Linked DNA regions of Mus musculus: region 1 is linked to region 2. The links are chromatin contacts, called in public Hi-C maps. All regions are on one chromosome and are shown on one strand. Each heading gives the region's core, a stretch centred on a gene start, on an enhancer-like site or on the middle of the called end of the contact. The rest is flanking DNA. Distances are from core to core; before and after follow the strand shown.

Region 1 (4,916 bases), core at 1,882-4,381, 360 kb after region 2:
AGTCTTGATCTTACTGATGGATGACAGTAATCTAAGAAAAGCCTGTGATCTTTCCCAGGCACAGCATCCTTAGGCACAGCATCCTTCTGTTGCTTAGGAGTCTAAGAACCTCCCTCCCCGGGGCTCACAAACACCTGTTGGAACCTCAACAATGAATCACACTCCCATATTCATATGCATATGCATACGCTGACACTGCTCTATGCAAAGTTAAGAGCTATGTGGCAGCTTTCCTTATTCTCTTTAGCACTGGGGATTGAACCCCTAGGGCCTGGTCTGTGCCAGGCAGGTGCCCAACCACTGAGCCATGTCCTTAATACCCCTAGGCCTTATTTTTTCTTTACTTTTTTTTTTTTTTAAATCTTTGAGACAAGAAATCGCAAAGTTGCCCAAACTGATCTTAAACTCAGTCTGTAGCAAAGAAGGGGCCCTGGATTAGAAATGCCCCAGCCTCTGGGGCGCTAGAGCAGTGTCCACTGTACCAGGTCTGGCTGAACCTTCCCTGATACATTCACTTGCTCTGCTGGTTGTTTTCTGACCATTTGCTGTTTTGTTTTGTTTTGTTTTTTTAACCACAGGACTGAAAAAACGTACAAGGAAGGCCTTTGGAATACGGAAGAAAGAAAAAGACACTGACTCTACGTATGTACCTTAGAGTTTGCCCCACTGGCTTCAGTCTAAGTCACTGATGTTGGTTTAAAGAGGGCCTGCCCCAAAGGCTCTTCTGAGAGCGGATGCTCATTTGTTTGGTTTTCTGGGCTTTCCCCATTTCTGGGTCAACTGCCACTGTTCGTCATAGATACTTAGATTTGTGCCTTTAAAAGGTAGACATTATTCATCACAGATTCAAAATTTTTTATCATGTATTTTCACTGTCTCATATCTAGTCTGTTACTTCCAAGCAGAGGGGCAGAAAATGTGATTATTTCATTTGTAGAAGTAAAAAAAGAAAAACTAAAAAAACACCCAGTTACACTTCCAGAGCTATCTGTATGAGATCCCAAGAGAATAACATAATACCTATGTAGGCAGATTCACCCTAACACAACCCCTAGATGACACCCCAAAGCTCTTATTTGAGATCCTAAGACTGGGCAGGCAGAACCGTATGGACAGGAAGCTCAGTTCATTTCACTGCCAGAAAGAAACCAATGCCAAAACAAATATAGGCTTGCTTTGATGTAGCTAAGTGATCCTGCCCAAGAAATTGGACTCTCTGTGTCCCCCGGGAGAGTAGACCCTGGAGAGTGCTAGTAGCATAACACGTTCACTTGGTTCTTATTTAACCATATTGAGTGTTCATTTTGAAGCTGGCCCTGACACAAAATTTTAGTAACATCATCCCTGGCCGGGAGCATGGACTCTCGGTCTAGCTCAGTGAGAGGAGAGCAGCAGCAAGCAGCTACAGCTGGCTGTAAGGTGAACTGCAGGTCTGCGAAGGCCTGCCGCTCTGAGATTCCATTCGGTTCCATCAGAATGGAATCCAGCAGAATCCTTCACCCAGCGTACATGAAAAAGAACAATCTAGAAAAATCACAGCTATGTGTGAAGAGGTGAACACAATTCATTAGTTCCATCTTCAAGCCTTTAATTTTCACTTTAATTAAATATAAATCTTATCATAGGACAGTTAGCATTTTCTTGTGTCCTTCCATGCAAGAATATAAAATTGAGTCAATAAAGTATTACACAAATTAAAAAGTATTTCCTGCATCTAAAGGCACCGGGTAAAGTGCCTAGTGGGCTCCTTCATATTTAATAAGCATCAGCTCTGACGACTCTCCTGACTGGTATAAACTGGCAGTGATGAGTTCCTCGTGAGCAATTCCCATGGAATTTCAGAGAAAGTTGAAGGTAAGAAAGGCCACATTTGGCCTGATGCTTCCTGGCAGGAGGACATTGAGTCTAGCTTTCTAAAAGGTGAGGGGCTTTCTTTCACACAAATGGAATGAAAAAAGCAAAGGCAGAGAGGTGGGAAAGGTATCGGGCATCAGGACAGGGCCAGACAGTGTCACACGCCCGCGAGCCGTTGGTAAATGTGGTCTCGGGAGGCCAGGATGGAAAGTGGATGTGGTAAAACAGGAAGGGCCTTAAATCATAAGCTGAGGGCCATCCATCCTTGGCAGTGGGTCACCTTGGACCCCTGAAATGTAAACCAGAGATGTGAGGCACTGAGAAGGGAGCTTACCTTTCTGTGTAGATGCTAGATGTTAACTCAGTTGTTACAGTTGACGCTTCCTCTTTTGGTAAATATTTCTTGGAAATTACGTTTACTGTGGTCCTGAAGCAATTTCTAAATGATTAAGTTAGGAATATTTTTTTTCCTGAGCATCTAATACTTTATAATGCTTCTTGATAAGTTTGCCATTTTCTAAATATTAACCATCAAAATAAAATAACATCCCTTACTCTCCCTTGGATACCTGTCTGTGTTCTTGCCCCAGTTCAGTCAGGAGAGTCTTCAGAACTTGGAAATCATGCAGTTCGTTACTTGGCCTCAGTTTCCTTACCTGGGACAATGAGCTTTCTATGAGGTGACGTCCAGGTCCCCTAGAAGGCCACACACTGAGCAGTCGGCCACACCTGGGGGCGGGGGGGAGGGTGGCAAAGAGATGGAAAGGGAGAGGGAGAAGAAAAGAGAGTGGGAGAGAAAAAGAGAGAGTAGGAGGGGGGCTAAATGAGCCCCAGGGCAAGCTCAGCTAATTTGTATGTGGCCAAAGCCTTTCTTTCCCATTGCCAAGTCTATTAAAGTAAGTTATTCCTCACACCTTTGCCTCAGATGTCCCGTCTCTCTGAGGTCTTCTAATGAGGCATTACTTTATAGAGTCTCAAGTGTCTTTACTTAACTTCTCTTGAGTACAGAATTACTTACAGGAGAGCAAATTAATAACCTGGCTCCCCCCAACAGCGATGGCTAAAGGACAGGCTGTCTTGGGAAAGCTTTTGTTTTCATGAACCCCTGTTCTCAAATTGAATCATGGATCATACTTGGAGAAGGAACCATCCACACAAAAGGGTTCATAGAACGCTCGGGCAGTGTGCTGTCCCTCCAGCTTTAGATAATCCTTATATTAGCCTGCAATCAGTGAGACCTTGTTGGTGCCGGGCCTTTTTCAGAATTGTTGCAACCTGCTTAGGGTTGCTAGGCAACGCTAGGGTAGCAGCCAGCATCAACTTCAACTGATTGAACCTCCTCAGAGAGAGTGGGGCAAAAACCAGAGCTTCCTGATTTGATCATCATTAGAGAGGCTGATAGAGAGAGGAAGGGAGGGAGAGCCTTGCTAAGTGGCAGAATATGTGACTGCCCTGTTATCCTTCATTTTCACATAATTCAATAAGGTCAGTAACAATACCTCACTTCTAGAGATGAGACATCAGTGCCAGCCGGGGTTAGCAAGTTGCAGAAGGCCTTGATGTAAGCAAGGCTGAGAACAGAACCCTGCTCTAGAAAAGACGGGAAAGATCTGTAACCCAGACAGACCATTAAAGAGAAATGGCAACCGTTCCAGGAAACCAACATTTAAAATTAGAGGCCACACAAAGATGATGAATAACGAGGTTTAAAATAGAATTTATCCAATATAAAGTATCTCATTAAGAAAAGAAGAAAACTTATTAAAATGAAATACAGGTCTAAGGCTTGATTGGTTCTCTTATGGAATGCAGTATAAATTTGGCATTGTGTAGAAAATGGCGAATTAAAAGCTGCCTCTGTGTGTCCTGGTGAAGAACCCGTCTGTCTAATTCTGAAAGAGAAAGAATAGAGAAACGTCAGAAACTCACAGAGGGGATGGTAGGGCAGCTGGAGAGTGTGCACAAAAGGAAAGAAAGGCAGTATATAGAAAGAAGCAAAAGCCAACGAGATCCACAGAATCCTCCGACTGGAAGCAGCCTGAAGCAGCCATCAGCTAGCACCCACACACAGAGAGCTGCTTTGAGTCACCAGCGGGAGCCTAAAGCTGCAGTCTTCTGCAAGCACGGCATGTGGCTGTCCCGGAGAATGTGTGGAAGACCATAGATGAACAGCAGCATGGGAACACAAGAACTGTGCTGACCCAGGCCCGGTCCTGCCCAGCCCGTGAATGCATTTTCAGACTTTGTGGGTCACTCATCAGGGAAGGGGCCAGGAATCACAAAGGAAAAGAATGTCCAGCCACAGAGGTAAACACAAGCCTGCCAGCGCCCCCTCAACACTAATGCCTGAATGGAAAGCAGGCTTTCCAAGCACACCGGGAAGAGATGGGATTAGATGGCTTGCAGCCCCCATCGTCCCCCATTAGGACATTCTAACAGAAAGCTGTCCCCAGCACAGACGCTCACTCACTCACAAGGGGGGACATCTAAGTCCAACTTGTCTGGATCACTGAGAACAGGACCTCACTCCCCATCTGTAGGGACAGCTACAAGAAAAAAACTAACAAAGGAATGGGGGCAGCCATGTTATCCCACCTAAGAAAAGTACAAGCTAGTGGTATACTTCCCATTTCATTTTAATTTTCTTTGTTATTTTAATTCACACCTTTTCATCTCTCTTATATAGTTCCTTTTGGTCTGAATCTTGCCTGAACAGGCTTTTCCATCTCTTTTCCTGAGTCTCTTCCTTTGTATTTTCTCTATTAGTCCTCACACTTCTAACTCACATACTGGGGCTCTCCCATAGCTCACATCGCTCCCTGAAGATCTTCCCTCCTCCTCCTCCTCTCTTTTCTCTCTTCCTCCTCCTTCTCTTCTTCTCTTTTTCCTCTTCCTCCTCTTTCTCTTTTTTTTTTTTTTGGTGGGGGGAGAGGGTTGCTTGTTTTTCAAGACAGGGTCTTTCTGTGTAGCCTTGGTTGTCTTGGAACTCACTCTGTAGACCAGGCTGGCCTCAAACTCACAGAGATCCACCTGCCTCTGCCTCCCAAGTGCTGGCATTAAAG
Region 2 (5,148 bases), core at 2,341-4,840:
TATCAGGATACATTAAAATCTTCCTGAAGAATGAGTACCAAAAGTTTTGTTTTGAAAATATTTCAACATAACTGCAAGAACTTTTATGTTTTCCAGTTAAGGAATTTATTCTTCTCCATATGAGAGACTGTAGAGTTTAAATAATATTCAGTTTCTTCTGGTAGTATACTGTGTCAGAGCCACATTGGAAAATTCAGTTTCACACTGGTGTTTGCATCTAAACTAAAGTGATATTCTTTTTTTTAAAAAAAATCCCATTTTAGGAATATACATTTTCCTTTATCTAATTCCATTGTATCCTTTATTTTTAAAATAAATTATTTTAGTTTTTAAAGTATTTCAACATTTTAAATTTGTATTTTATATGCATGGGTATTTGCCTGGATGTATAGCTACATACCACACATGTTCAGTGTCTGCAGAGACCAGAAGAGGGCATAGCATCCCTGGAACAAGACATCCTGTAGGTGACGGGAATCAAACCAAGGTCCTCTGGAAAAGCAGCCAGTGCTCTCAACTGCTAAGCCATCTCTCCAGCCCCATGAAGTGAGGCTCTTTAACTCCTTTTCTCCTAATTATCCCTGTACAGGAAGAATTGAAATCAATACAGGGACAGCCCCTCCTTTTTCCAATGCTCCTGCCTCTGCCAATAGATCCAAGAACAGGGGTCATGGCAACTCCAGGTATCCTGATGCAAAGGCTGCTGGGATGTCTACAGAATGGCTTTTCCCCGGGAGCCCTTCCAATCTAGTACAGAGGAGTTACAAATACAAACTCATTTTAAAAAGTGGAAAACTGCATAATTCTGCCGCATTAAATCCGAGCACTAGGAGAATGTTGGCTTTGAAATGTTACTTACATGGATTGGCTCAGTAGAATATACGGAAATTACTTGTCGGTTAGGGGAGAGTAGGTGAATGAGTAAAAAACAAAACAAAACAAAACAAATGTGAATGGGGGATGTAAAATGGCTTCAACTTTTAGCAACAAAGACTAGATTGCAACGATGCTTTCTAGTAAGAGAGAACTAAGTTTTCTTGGCTCCCCTAAGGCCAGTGCAGCTGTGTTCCTGAGTGTGGCGATCTGTTGGGCTCTGCTCCATTCCTGGGCTGGAATCATTTCTAAACAAATGCCTTCACATATTTTGGTACAGGTTTCTCAGTGGAAACACAAATTACTGGAAATTAGCAGGGGCGGTTTTTCTTCCAGAAAACTATGGCAGAAATTTGCTCTCTCCACAATGAGATTCAAAGCCCACCTGCAAAACCACAGGGGGGCGGAAGGGGGGGGGGAGCCGTATTTTTTTCATCTGATCATCCCATGTGCAAAGGCTCAACCAGGGACCTTTCAGAAGCTACCACGTACAAAGGCGTATGTATGTTCTAGAGGGAAATAGCACCTAAAATCCAGGATAAAAAGTAAAAGTGGTAGGCCACTTAAATTTAAGACCTGTTTATTGATGGAGGGGCAAAGAGTACAATGGGGTATCAAAGACTCAAGTTAGAGCCACAGCTGTTTCAGTTGATTGCCATGACTGTTAAGATGTGGGGTCTCCCTTATGGTCTAAATTATCTGTAAGTAAAACCATACGCTGATGAAACATTGCCGGTATGTATGCCATATGCTAAAGTACTTTACATATGTCCATTCATTTAGTCTCCGCAGCCTCGGTGTGGTAGGAGCACGTTTTTGTTCTGTTTTGTTTATGCAGATAAGGATGAAAGCATGGGACATGGAGTAAGAAGCCAGGCTTGAACCCCAGAAATTCAGATGGGAATCCAATCCAAAGACATGGGATTTAAACTAAACAAGGCCCTAGATTTATCAATGATATGCCTACCTTCCAGCTATTAACATGTTCACTCTTTCTTTTAGTGAGTATGTACTTAAATATAAACATTTTGTGAATAAATAAGACACTTCCTGTGCCTTCATAAACCTAAAGGATATATAAGTCAGTTAGTAGCATTAACACCTTCAGAAAGAAAGACAACACTAGAGAGGCTTGTACAGCACTTTAGAAAGCCTGGCTAGGCTGGGTGAACGGCCTATTGGAGGAGATTCGGCTGAAGTAAAAAGACTAGGTAGGCTGGAGGGTAGGCTGGAGAAGGCTGCTCTACCTAGCTTTCTAGCTAGAAGGACTGTGGAGGGAGGGCTGAGGCCGGTGAGGCAACAGCCCCCTTGTAGTGAAAGGCCTATGAGCTGTTTTGCGAGCTGCAGGTGAGCAGTGCTTCAAAACATCCTGTAGGGAGACCATCAAGAGGTGTCTGGTTTGCAAACCATCTCAGGAGCTTGAGAGTTAGTAGCATTAACACCTTCAGAAAGAAAGACAACACTAGAGAACCTAACTAAGCAAGCAGCTAGGGGCAACTGTGGCCTCCTGTGCATATAATCTCAAGAGCATGGACTGACAGCAGTGAAGGCTTGGTGGGCAATTAATAAATATTTGCAAATTGCCTGACAGGGCTTAGTGGATGCTTGTGGGATGAGGCAGAGAAAAGCTTTCCACCGGGCCAGCATGCTGCATCTGGAATTAACATCGTTCATTAACGATTAGGCTCTTCCGTCTGTTACACACAGCAATGTCCGTGAAAGCATTTTGTAACTATACTATACAATAGAAACATAAGTTGTACAGACTGCAATAGGGCCAGTCATACAAATCTTAAAGAGGCAGAAGACAGGCAGGCAACTGCCTAATTACCATAATAAAGATCCACTACTGAGGGCTACCTCATTGCTCACAGAACCCCGTATGCAGATGAAGAAGTTAAGACACAGCTTGTTTAACTCTCATGGATGATAATACTATCTTAGAAACAAGACAACACTGGCCAGAGGCAGTAGGTGTGCTTCCAATGACTGCAGTTCTAATCTGTAGAAGACAGGCTCAAGGCAACTATTAGTGCAAGACAATTCCACATATTGTAATGAAACAGAGAAATGGGGAGTAAGTTAAAACTCAGAGTATGGTGGTAAGAATCAGCATTTTTTATTGCATTTTAAAAAGCCATTTCATGGTTAAGATATGACCTACACACTCAATTCCAAGATCCAATTGCAAGATGTCATTCCATACTTGGGAGTCCTCAAGTTAGTTTGTAAGGGTGTAATGTTCCAATTCTGTCACTAGAGGGTGCTTGTGTAACAGTTCTGAAAATTCCACTTTGCTGTTGAGATGCTTAAACTGCTTTCTCCAGTGAGCTGGGAAATCAACCAGTCAATCGATCAATCAATCAATCAGTTTCCATAGTCAAATATTTTTCTATTGCAATTGAAGTCTATTCTTAACTTACAAAATAACATATTATGATTTCAAAATAGTTTTGTAATCTAGATTTTTTGTTTGTTTGTTTCATTTTACTTAGTTTCTTCCTTGATACTTGCTCTACATCTGCTTATATCTCTATTGGCTATTATTTGACCTACAGCATTAGGTTAGTCACTCTAACGATCTTACAGAGCCAGTGCAGGTGATCTGCCAATATACCTCCTCCCTCCCCGCAAAGTTTCTGAATATCCTGCTGTCAGAACTCCAAAAGGAAGTCCCCTGGGAAAGCTTTGCTGATGCTGTGCTGTGCTGTGTTGTGCTGTGTTGTACTGAGCTGTGCTGAGCTGCGCTGAGCTGTGCTGTGCTGTGCTGTGCTGTGCTGTGCTGTGCTGTGCTGAGCTGTGCTGTGCTGTGCTGTGCTGTGCTGTGCTGTGCTGTGCTGTGTGTGCTGTGTGTGCTGTGCTGTGCTGAGCTGTGCTGTGCTGTGCTGTGCTGTGCTGTGCTGTGCTGTGCTGTGCTGTGCTGTGCTGTGCTGTGTGTGCTGTGTGTGCTGTGCTGTGCTGCCCTGTGCTGTGCTGCGCTGCGCTGCACTGCGCTGTGCTGTGTGTGCTGTGCTGTGCTGTGCTGTGCTGTGCTGTGCTGTGCTGAGCTGTGCTGTGCTGTGCTACGCTGCGCTGGGCTGGGCTGGGCTGGGCTGGGCTGGGCTGGGCTATGCTGTGTTATGCTGTGTTGTGCTGTGTTGTACTGAGCTGTGCTGAGCTGTGCTGTGCTGTGCTGTGCTGTGCTGAGCTGTGCTGTGCTGTGCTGGGCTGCGCTGGGCTGCGCTGGGCTGCGCTGGGCTGCGCTGCGCTGGGCTGGGCTGGGCTGGGCTGGGCTGGGCTGGGCTGGGCTGGGCTGGGCTGGGCTATGCTATGTTATGCTGTGTTGTGCTGTGTTGTACTGAGCTGTGCTGTGTTGTACTGAGCTGTGCTGTGCTGTGCTGTGCTGTGCTGTGCTGTGCTGTGCTGTGCTGTGCTGTGCTGTGCTGTGCTGTGCTGGGCTGGGCTGTGCTGGGCTGCGGTGGGCTGCGCTGGGCTGCGCTGGGCTGCGCTGGGCTACGCTGGGCTGTGCTGCGCTGTGCTGTGCTGTGCTGTGCTGCGCTGTGCTGTGCTGTGCTGTGCTGTAGTGTGCTGTGCTGAGCTGCGCTGTGCTGTGCTGTGCTGTGCTGTGCTGTGCACCCTCTTTAATTGTGAATTTCTATAGTCATACTCCCTCTCCAGATCACTTGCCCCACATCAGCTCCATGTGAGTTGATATGCCTGTGTCTTATTGGATGATTTGACACCCAGCTCAGTGTGTGTTGCACTGTCTGTCTCCCTAAATGACTTGACTTCCATTCCGTAATTAAACACCAGATATCCAGGGTCACTGAAGATCTGCATAACTCTGAATCAATTTCCCTGGGCTCCAACTCACCCTTGCATATTATGAACTATGTCAGCTTTATCTCGAAAATCTGGACAGGAAGATCTTTCACCCATCTGGACGTTTGCCATATGAAAATGCAGGCAGTTGGGGTGCAAGTTACCACATGCCATTTCTAACAATCATTTCTGACTCCATTTTTATTCTCTCTGCTTTTAGTCCCTTTCTGAAACCCCTGAGCCTCTCCTCTGGCCTCCTTAACTACAGATACTGCCATGAACAAAGTCATCCCCCCACCATAGCTCTCCCTCCCGCCTTGGCGAAGCCTAACTCTGTAGTATCAATCCCTTGTTAACACCACCATCCTAGTCCGTAGTGCCACCTGGGTGACCCTGATCACCTTAAACTCAGCATGTACCCTAAAGCTCCATGGGTCCCATGAAAATTCCCAAGTCCTCTGCACTTTTTTTTTT

What was found. Hi-C and Micro-C count contacts between places; a contact is called where the count stands out from the background.
Region 1: a Hi-C map of rod photoreceptor shows a contact between it and region 2, with 2.2 times the contacts expected there. The contact joins two enhancer-like sites. A contact is called at or near these places in 7 of 484 Hi-C or Micro-C datasets (the 63-12 cell line, cerebellum, embryonic stem cells and 3 more).

What each region holds. Positions count from the first base shown.
Region 1 is chr4:102,852,305-102,857,220 of GRCm38.p6, forward strand. Sgip1 (SH3-domain GRB2-like (endophilin) interacting protein 1) reads left to right here. Exons shown (of 26, transcript NM_001285852.1): 2 at 579-642. Among named protein-coding and RNA genes, the nearest start is that of Sgip1, 95 kb to the left of the region's middle. Within about 2 kb of position 3,132, at least 58 of the 459 cell types and tissues checked have an H3K27ac peak or open chromatin away from gene starts, as enhancers often do. A contact at or near this core is called in rod photoreceptor, where this site is marked.
Region 2 is chr4:102,490,396-102,495,543 of GRCm38.p6, forward strand. All of the region lies in intron 2 of Pde4b (phosphodiesterase 4B, cAMP specific), which reads left to right. Among named protein-coding and RNA genes, the nearest start is that of Gm52668, 23 kb to the right of the region's middle. Within about 2 kb of position 3,591, at least 40 of the 459 cell types and tissues checked have an H3K27ac peak or open chromatin away from gene starts, as enhancers often do. A contact at or near this core is called in rod photoreceptor, where this site is marked.